Regions from separate parts of the Triticum aestivum genome. Here region 2 is linked to region 1. A link is a contact called in public Hi-C data. All regions are on one chromosome and are shown on one strand. Each heading gives the region's core, a stretch centred on a gene start, on an enhancer-like site or on the middle of the called end of the contact. The rest is flanking DNA. Distances are from core to core; before and after follow the strand shown.

Evidence for each region. A called contact is a pair of places that touch in the nucleus more often than the background predicts.
Region 2: a Hi-C map of leaf shows a contact between it and region 1, with 6 times the contacts expected there. The contact joins the promoter of LOC123139420 here to the promoter of LOC123139408 in region 1. A contact is called at or near these places in 2 of 5 Hi-C or Micro-C datasets (both in leaf).

The regions. Positions count from the first base shown.
Region 1 is chr6B:694,650,549-694,655,070 of IWGSC CS RefSeq v2.1, forward strand. It overlaps LOC123139408 (acyltransferase-like protein At1g54570, chloroplastic), which reads left to right and starts at 1,464. Exons shown (of 13, transcript XM_044559212.1): 1 at 1,464-1,846; 2 at 1,967-2,018; 3 at 2,160-2,215; 4 at 2,532-2,690; 5 at 2,793-2,897; 6 at 3,094-3,197; 7 at 3,503-3,624; 8 at 3,825-3,933; 9 at 4,026-4,156; 10 at 4,273-4,522. The coding sequence starts at 1,543. It overlaps LOC123139410, which reads right to left and starts at 1,133. Exons shown (of 4, transcript XM_044559217.1): 1 at 917-1,133; 2 at 166-277; 3 at 22-72. The coding sequence starts at 1,098.
Region 2 is chr6B:695,288,220-695,292,528 of IWGSC CS RefSeq v2.1, forward strand. It overlaps LOC123139420 (serine/threonine-protein kinase/endoribonuclease IRE1), which reads right to left and starts at 1,735. Exons shown (of 7, transcript XM_044559229.1): 1 at 1,335-1,735; 2 at 520-709; 3 at 1-436. The coding sequence starts at 1,630.

The DNA.
Region 1 (4,522 bases), core at 214-2,713:
TGAAATTTGCCCCAAAATTACCTTTTGCAACTCTTCAAATCTCCTGGTTGAATCAGACAGTGAGGTCTTGACCTACAAACAAAGATTGTCCCATAAGCATCGCAGACGTGAATCATGGGAGAATATTTAGAGTGTACAGGTACATATGCTGGCAATGGAACCAACCTTTAAAAGTTCATCTTGCAGGTCCCTGTTTTTCGCCAACTCCGTGTCGTATTTCATTCTCCACTCAGCGGATTCATCCATTGCCTCTAGGTTAGCATGCTCGAACTGCCTCCTGCAAAGATGACCCAGCAAAAGAATACCAATAAACCGCTTAGCCATGCCTCTGACAAAACATCAAGATAACACGAACACGAACACACGCATATATGAAATTGTACGGACCTAGATTAAAATTTGACCGGAGACAAACAATGGCTATGGAAAAATCAAAATCAACAATGTTCTGTATGGACCAGGCAAATATAGCTTAACTAACATATGCCAGTCAAATTCTTGCTGAAAAGCATGTACTAGATACTGACAATGGCAAACACATATGTCCAGTGGAAATAAACAAACAAGGAAATAATGCCCCAATTTCACCGAACTCCCCTTGAACCCCCCCTTGATCAGGCAGCTAATTCTCAGACCATCTGGACTGGCATCAGGTAGTAAAAAAGGAACTAGAAAGAAAAGCATCTAATGCCATATAAGTCTGGATCTATGGTTTCTTACACCCAAATTGTGATATGGAATGGCAGAAAACGAACTGCCTGTCACCAAGATTTGCTCCTTGGAATCCATTCTACAGACTGAATCCGAGAGTTTTCCTCCTAGCCATGATCCACCCGTCGAACAGGCATGAGGATCCGTCAGCAGGAGGAAGGAAGGTGGGGAAGAGGGGAAGGACGCGCGGGGGCGGGGTGCGAACCGGAGCTCCTCGCGGTCGTCGGCGGTGAAGGAGGGGTCGTCGGACTGGCGCGCCCAGATGCGGAAGTAGACGGCGGTGCCCATCAGCAGCGCCACCGCGAACGCCGCCATCAGCGCCTGCCGCTCCTGCCGCCGCCCCCCTCCTCCCCCGCTCCCTACTCCCCCACCTCGTCCCCCCATCATCCTCCTCCTTCCTCGCCGATCTGCCCTCCACACCCCACAAGCTCCCGGCAAAGCTCCTGTTTACTCGCGCAGGCCTCTTCACGGCCCACCCAGCCGCGCGCCCCGGCCCAGCCCGTTCGTAATCTCAGCCCACTGGGCCCAACCATTTCGGGCCCAGCGCATCGTTTTGCGTAGGACGTGGCCGCCGGGCGGCGAAGTCCACCACGCTTCAGACACCACCGGCCACCGCCGACAGGAGCCGTTTCAGCGCAGAGAAGAGGGGGAAACCATGACCAATGTTTGGCGTGACGACGCCATGGCCGCACTCACACTCTCTGGGCCTCATTGAGATGCAGTTATGTCTGTCGCGCATCGGATGCATGAGCGGCGCGCATGGCTCATGCTTAAGTACGTAGGTCCCTCTTGAAACCATGGCCGGGATGCTCAAAAGAAAGCTTAGCGGCAATGGCGACTCTCTCCCTCTCCCTGGCACACCCGCAGGTGCTCCCCCTCTGGCAACAAGGGCTGCGGCAGCGACGGCTGCATGGCTCGTCCAGACACGCACACGCCGCCGGGAGGGTGCAGGCCAGCTACAGGGGTCTTGAGCCGCTGTACGATGATGGGTACGGGACGGTCAAGGACCTGGGCCACTACTACCGGGCGATCGGGGAGCTGGTGGAGCACGACGGCGGGCCGCCCCGCTGGCTTTGCCCCGTCGACGCCGGCGAACCGGCGGTCGAGGATGCCCCGGTCATGCTGTATTTGCCAGGTGAATGTGTGTTCGTGTCTGGAAATTGATGTTGTGCCTTCGACAGCCATGCACGTCTTTATACCTGAATTTCCGGTTAGGGGTTATGATTTGGGGTTACATACATATTAATCTTTGCAGGGATAGATGGAATGGGGATGGGGCTCTGCATGCACCACAAGGCTCTTGGAACGTGAGATACCAAGACTAGTTTACTTGGAAAAATTTATGGCAAACCCGGAGTAGTGTGATTGTGATACTACCTCGAATACATTATGCAGTTTTTTTCTTTCTAAAAGGAGAATACACTATGCATTTGTTCCTTCATTTGCAGGATATTTGAACTTAGATGCATGCATATTCCTCGTCGCGACCGCACGCCGTTCGAAGGTATGGGATATCTGTGTATTTAATTTGTTACTTTCTCTCCCGAGCATTTTCCCTCCCAAGTGAAATTCTGAGCTTATTTTAAGATTAAGAGTGAAAGACATCCTTTTTGTTGCAAATGGAACATTTCATTTCTCTCGGCGTCTGTATCATGAAGATGCACACAACACACAAAGTCATTTTTTAGAGACATGCCTTCAGGTTGACCTGTGGCAAAAACAAAAGATCCCCAAAACGCGTTAAGCAGAGCCAACGCCGCACGTCCAGTTATCAAGTTCTAAAGATTAACTGTATGGTTTTAGCTCCTTTTATTTTCCAGAACTTGTCACAATGGTAGAGGATGTTGTGAGAGCAGAGCATTCTGCTTCTCCTACTAAGCCCATCTACATATTGGGGAATTCATTTGGAGGATGCATAGCCCTTGCAGTCGCCGCTCGCAATCCTGGCACTGATTTGGTACTGGTACTAGTTAATCCAGGTATGCAAGAAATTCTGATGGTGTGCCAGTGAACCTGCCTATTTATGAAAAATTTCTGATATACATTTTTTTTTGTTTCGTCTCTCTTTTCTTCTGGGGAAGCTACATCATTTGAGAGATCACGCATAAAAACACTTCTGTCGGTTTTCAGCCCGTTGTCGGACCGTGCCTGTATTGCAGCTGCAGCTCTACTGAATTACAACATCCGTAAGTACCTTGTCGGGTCCAACATAGAAAAATTGAAAAAGGAACAAGTGTAGGAATAGCCTATAAATTAAGCAAAAACATTGATGCATTTATTGGACTGAAATTTGCCTGATATATACCATTATGTCATAAGTTACATTTGTTCCCTAAGTTTTTTGCACTTGCTTCTTCTATTCTTCCTGTTCATTGAGACCAGACAATGAGGTGAACATGGCACTGAGTATAATGAAAAGTGGGAGGCATCCTTTAGAAGCACTCAGCAGATTGACAAGTAACATGTCATCTTCCCTGAAGCATTCGGTGTGTACCATCGACCTCTCTGCATCTTGTTTCTATGTATCTAATTTTATCAAGACAATACAAATTAAGAAATAAAACATGTCAGTAAATAGTTGGGTGCATCAATTGATGTAGAGGCCAAAGGTTATCCTACCTTTCTGGGAAAAAAAATCAAATTAAGGGAGAAAATGGTCTGGAAATAAATTCAGTTTCCTGCTATCTTTTTTTCTCGTGTTTCTTTTGGTTTGTAAGATTAATGTGTGCAAAAATATGTGCCTTCAAATTTATTCATTTTTGAAGGAATATATGTGTGCCTTTAATTGCAGAAAATGCTGGACAAACTACCAAAAGACACACTAAAATGGAAGATTAAACTGATCAAACAGGCTGCATCATACGCTAATAGCCATATACAATCAGTTACAGCCGAGGTGCTACTGCTAGCCAGGTTTGTGGCCTTATTAGGCACTCGGTTCTCTACTTCCATTTTCATCCTTAGCTGCAGATTTTTGTCAAATGATAAATTCAAGCTACTGCATGATTTAGCAGTGTTTCTGGTTTGAATGCGTATTTTTTTGTCAGATTTCGACCAATTGATTTACGGTATCATGATTCATGACTCAAGTTCTTTTGTATGGTTGCACTCAGCTGCGCCGACAGGTTACTTCCGAGCAAATCTGAAGCTAACAAGCTACAGAAGAAGTTACCCAAATGCAGAGTCTTCTTCTTTGAGAAGCATGGCCACAGCTTGCTGCTGGTGAGCTTTTTTAAGCAGACTTTTATCAGATTGCAGTATATCTTATGCACTGAAAGGAACATGTCAAAGGACAATGCTGATGAAAATTTCAGGAGCATGGTGTCCATGTCTCATCCATCATCAAGTGCTCTTCCCTCTACCGCCACTCGAGGCGCTACCACCGGGTTCGCGACTACATACCGCCGTCGGCAACCGACATGAAGGAGGCCGACAAGATCAGCAGGTAGTAACCTAGATCACCACACCCAGCAGCAAATTCTTACACCCTTCATTCATACGTGCCGAATAATCATGAATGTACTACTACCACTTATTACACGCTGTACATAATAATAACAGGGGCACGATGCTCAAGACGTGCCCGGCGATGTACTCGACGATGGAGGACGGCGCGGTGGTCCGGGGCCTGGCGGGGCTGCCGGAGGAGGGGCCGGTGCTGCTGGTGGGCAACCACATGCTGATGGGCACGGAGATCATCCCGCTCGGCGCGGAGCTGATGCGGCGGAGGAAGGTGGTCGTCCGCGGCGTCGCCCACCCGCTGCTGTTCCCGAGGAAGGCGAGGACGCGGTCGCAGGGGCACGACCTCTTC
Region 2 (4,309 bases), core at 485-2,984, 640 kb after region 1:
GTGCATTAGCTGTACTGGAATCAGGTAAAGTAAGTTTGATCGGTACACCATCGGTCCTAATGCACGGAATATTTTCTTGCAAACAGGATGATTGTTCAAGCATATTTGGATGGCTTTGTTTAACATAGTAGTTTGCACAGAACGAAGATCGTGTCCAGTTAAACAAATGTACACCAAGATCTGATGCACTGAGAGAATAATCGGTTCTCACAACCACGATGATATTAGAACTTCTACCAACATCTAACTTGGATGGTGCTTCCCCAGCCGGGACTGCTAACTCATTCAAGGCGGCTGGCAGACTATGCTTGTAAATGATCTCACCACTATCAGCATCAACGGCAAAAGTTGTCGAGGCTTTTGATCCAATAGTAACCACAGAATCCCGTATGTATGGAGTTCTAGCGATAAAGTCTTCCAGTTCCCAGGGAAGTTTCTACAGGAATAAGCCATGGGTGAGAAACATTTTTCTTTTCAAAAAGTATAACTGAAGAACTAGCATATTTGTGCAAAGCATACCACACCGGTGCCATTATGAACTTCCACGAGATCAGACTCGTCCAAAGGATATATGAGATAGCTCAAATCAGAGTTTGTGGTAGTAATGTGCTTGGACAGAGGTGGTCCTGTGGAGAACTGCCACAGAGGAGATTCTGATAGACGGTCGACAAGCTGAATTGTGCCATTGTCATAAAATCGCAGTTCAGAGCTGTTCGCAAAACAAGCAAAGAACTCCAGTCAATCACAGGACAGGTCTGTAAGTTGCTATAAAATTGAATCAGAGGACAGATTTGCATGTTGCTATAAAATTAATCACATGAAAGATCAGCAAATTGCCACAAAAAACTGCCGGCTACTTGACGGCCTAACTGATAGATCAAAAGAGAAAATACACCATAGATCCCAAACAAAAAGAGTAGCTGATCTGGTAAACAAACTCAACATGATATTATTACCTAAACCTCCCACTTTGGGAATAGAAGAGCAAAAGCTCCCTCCACACCAGAGCACCCTAAAATCCAGTGAGGCGCCAACCATGAACAAGTACTTCCAAGATTCATCTGAACACAGGGTAACTCTCGCTGGCACACTCATACTTAACCTAGGCAGCTAGACAGCCAGCTTTTCCTCTTCTCTACTCAAATGCAGCGCGAAATAAGATCACGCGAACAGCTGAAAACATGATAAAAGCTTCGCACTAATACCTACCATGACCCATTTCTCCATGAGCACGGCTTCAGAGGCCAGGGGGCGACAAAGAGGGCAGGCCTCGCTGAGCAACGCAACGCGAGTGGCGCTTAGGGGGTGTGGGACGGGGACACGAGCTAGCTCACCTGATGCCGGGCCCTACATCCGGGTTTTTTACAGCGTTCGACGGCACCGGCCGGCGGCGCGGCGGCCTGACCAGGAACGGCTGCTCCGCGGGGACGATCTCCGTGGAGCTCGCATCGTCCCCTCGCCCCCCGCCGGCGGGGAGCGCGAGGGGCGGCGCCGGCTGCTGCGGCGGCAGGGGGAGCGGGAGGAGGAGAGGGGCGGGGGCGGCGGTGGCCTCGTCCTCGAAGCGGGCCCCGCGGAAGGCGAGGCCCGAGAGGAGGACGAGCGGGAGGAGGACCCGGCGGAGCGACCTCATCGTCGTCCTCGTCGTCGTCAGCCGCGGCGAGGGTTCCGGGAGGGCATGGAGTGAGGTTAGGGTTTCCGAGAGGGGATTCGTGGGGGTGGGGGTGGGGGTTTGGATCTGGGCTGTTCGCTTGCTGGTTTGCTTCGCGGGGAAGGAGGAGGCTTCTGGAATCGATGGATTTGACCAGGAAGGAAGGGATGGAGGAAGGAGACGGGAAAGTGACGGCGGCGGCACCGATTTGCGAGCGTGCAGGGGCAGCAATTGTCAATTTTTTATTTTTTATTTTTTTGGAAAGGCCTCCATTTCGGTCGACTGATCCTAGACGTTGCTTCAGCCGTGTCCCCCGACAACCACGTGACCTGCGGGACCCACCCGACGCTTCCCGAACCCTTATCTTCTTCCTTGAGTGGAAATGTATCGCCTTCTTCCTCCCAGCCACACTCTTTATTATGCTTTCTCTCTCTCTCTCTCTCTCTCTGGCACCTGCCTACCTGCTACTCCGACGGGATCTAGCTTCCTGAGAGCCTCCCACACCTCCTAGCACCACCTCAGTCATCCTCTGTCGGCAAAGCTCACCATGCCGCTGTTGTCAGGGGTTACGACCGTTATTGGAAGTCCTGTCACCGCAGCTGCGAACGGTGCTGGGGTTATAGGTTGGTCGCCGCTCGTTATGCGTTGTTGCAAGTCAGGCTGCTAGTGTTGCATGGTAGTGCTCGGTACTATGAGTGGCGCTACCGGGGCGAAGTCAGGCGAGGCACTCTCGTGCTTGGAGACGGTGCGGCAAGGGCGTCGTCATGCTATGGGCAATAACCTCAAGTGCTGCGAGGGGCTCACCAGTGTTGCGAGGATAGGGTTACGATGAGGAGGTCATGGGATTTCAGGAGCACGAGTGGATGACTGTGATTGTGCGCATCCGACTACTGATGAGGTGTTGTTGACCCAAAAAATCATTAATATAGTATGCATATCTCGATAGTATCTTGAAATAAAAAAAACATTAATATAATATGTACTTACGGATGTCTTGTAAATGCATAAATTGATAGGATTTAGTTGTAGCATTTTCAAAGTAAGAGTATTGATCTCATAGATAGCACATGAAAATTAGAATGTGCCTGCAAGTTAATTGAGGTGCAAAGCAAAAGCGATGCGAAAGTGTAATTATTTGTTGTGGTTCCAATTTAACTATGTGGAAATAATAATAAAGAACAACAAAGTGAAAGTGATGAAATCTATAAATAGAGCTAAGGCGTTCTCACGAAGTCTGGATCCCCTGGCATGTTTATTACTTAATTATGCTAATGCATAATTCTGGGTTCTAACAACTAATCCACTTCATATGCTTTAATAAGTGGGTGGAGCCAAGTACGGACACATGAATACATGCGCAGCTTCGCATCACGCACGCCCACCACCGCTCTTCCCCAATGCTGGTGATGGCAATGATGAATAAATGCAAACTCCGTTATTCCCCTGTCAAAGTTTCGCAAGGAGGGAGATAGCATCTGTCACCGCAGTACCTCCGTTTCCCCACATCACAAAGACAATAACATCATTTTTTGTCTTAAATGATCTTTATGTTTGACTAGAGAGGGTGAATATGCAACTAAAAATGTTAACCTCTTTTCCAAATTAAAGGGATACAACAAGAATATAGATTGTCTAGATATACAACTACATGGAAAAATTATATGTCAAGCTCACATAAAACAACAAGCTAGGAAGGATACACAATAAAGCTATCTTGCAACAAGTAAGTGAAGAAAAGAATAAACCGTAAGTGGAGAGAAATGATGCAATTCCCGGAGTTCCCTCCTTTGGGGGAGGCGCGTCTCCGTTGGAGAGGTGTGTCGGCACGATGTTCACCAAGCGCCACAATGGCTCACCTTATATATTCTCCTCACACCCTCACACAATGCAAGGTGCCACGATCCATTACGCGATGCCCTTGGAGGAGGCAACAAGACCTTCGTAAACAAGGTTGGGTGATCGACACAACTTAATTGGAAGCTCCCAACACCACCATGAAGCCTCACCATAGTTGATTTGAGCTTCGAGGTGATCTCTTCCATCTAGCTAGGGTGCCCAAACACTTAGGAGTAACAAGATCCACAAGGGATAGTAGGGGGTCAATTTTCTTTCGGTGGGATGGTAGATCTAGGTCTTCTCTCCCAAATCTTAAAAGATCAACAAGTTTAAGTGGTTAGGGAGAGAGACCGAACAAGTTCAAGATTTGGGCGGCAATGGAGGAGAGAGGGGCAAGAGGTAGGTCAAAAGGAGGAAGAAAACCGCCTTTACATAGCTCCCCTCCAAATCCAACCATTATGCTGGTTTTTGTACTAAGTGGCTCTAGAGAGCGATAATACCATTATCCCATAGAGACTACACCGAATGCTTATTAGGCGATACTACTGCTGCAGACAACGACACTACTGGTGCTGCAAGCCAAACAAGGTTATGTAGCACTTTCGTGGAAGTATACTAATTAGTTATTGATAACCCACAAGTATAGGGGGTCGCAACAATTTTTGAGGGTAGAGTATTCAACCCAAATTTATAGATCCAACACAATGGGAGCCAAAGAATATTTGCGACTATTAGCAGCTGAGTTGTCAATTCAACCACACTTAGAGATTAATTATCTGCAGCAAAGTGATCAGTAGCACAGTAATATGATAGTTTTGATAGTAG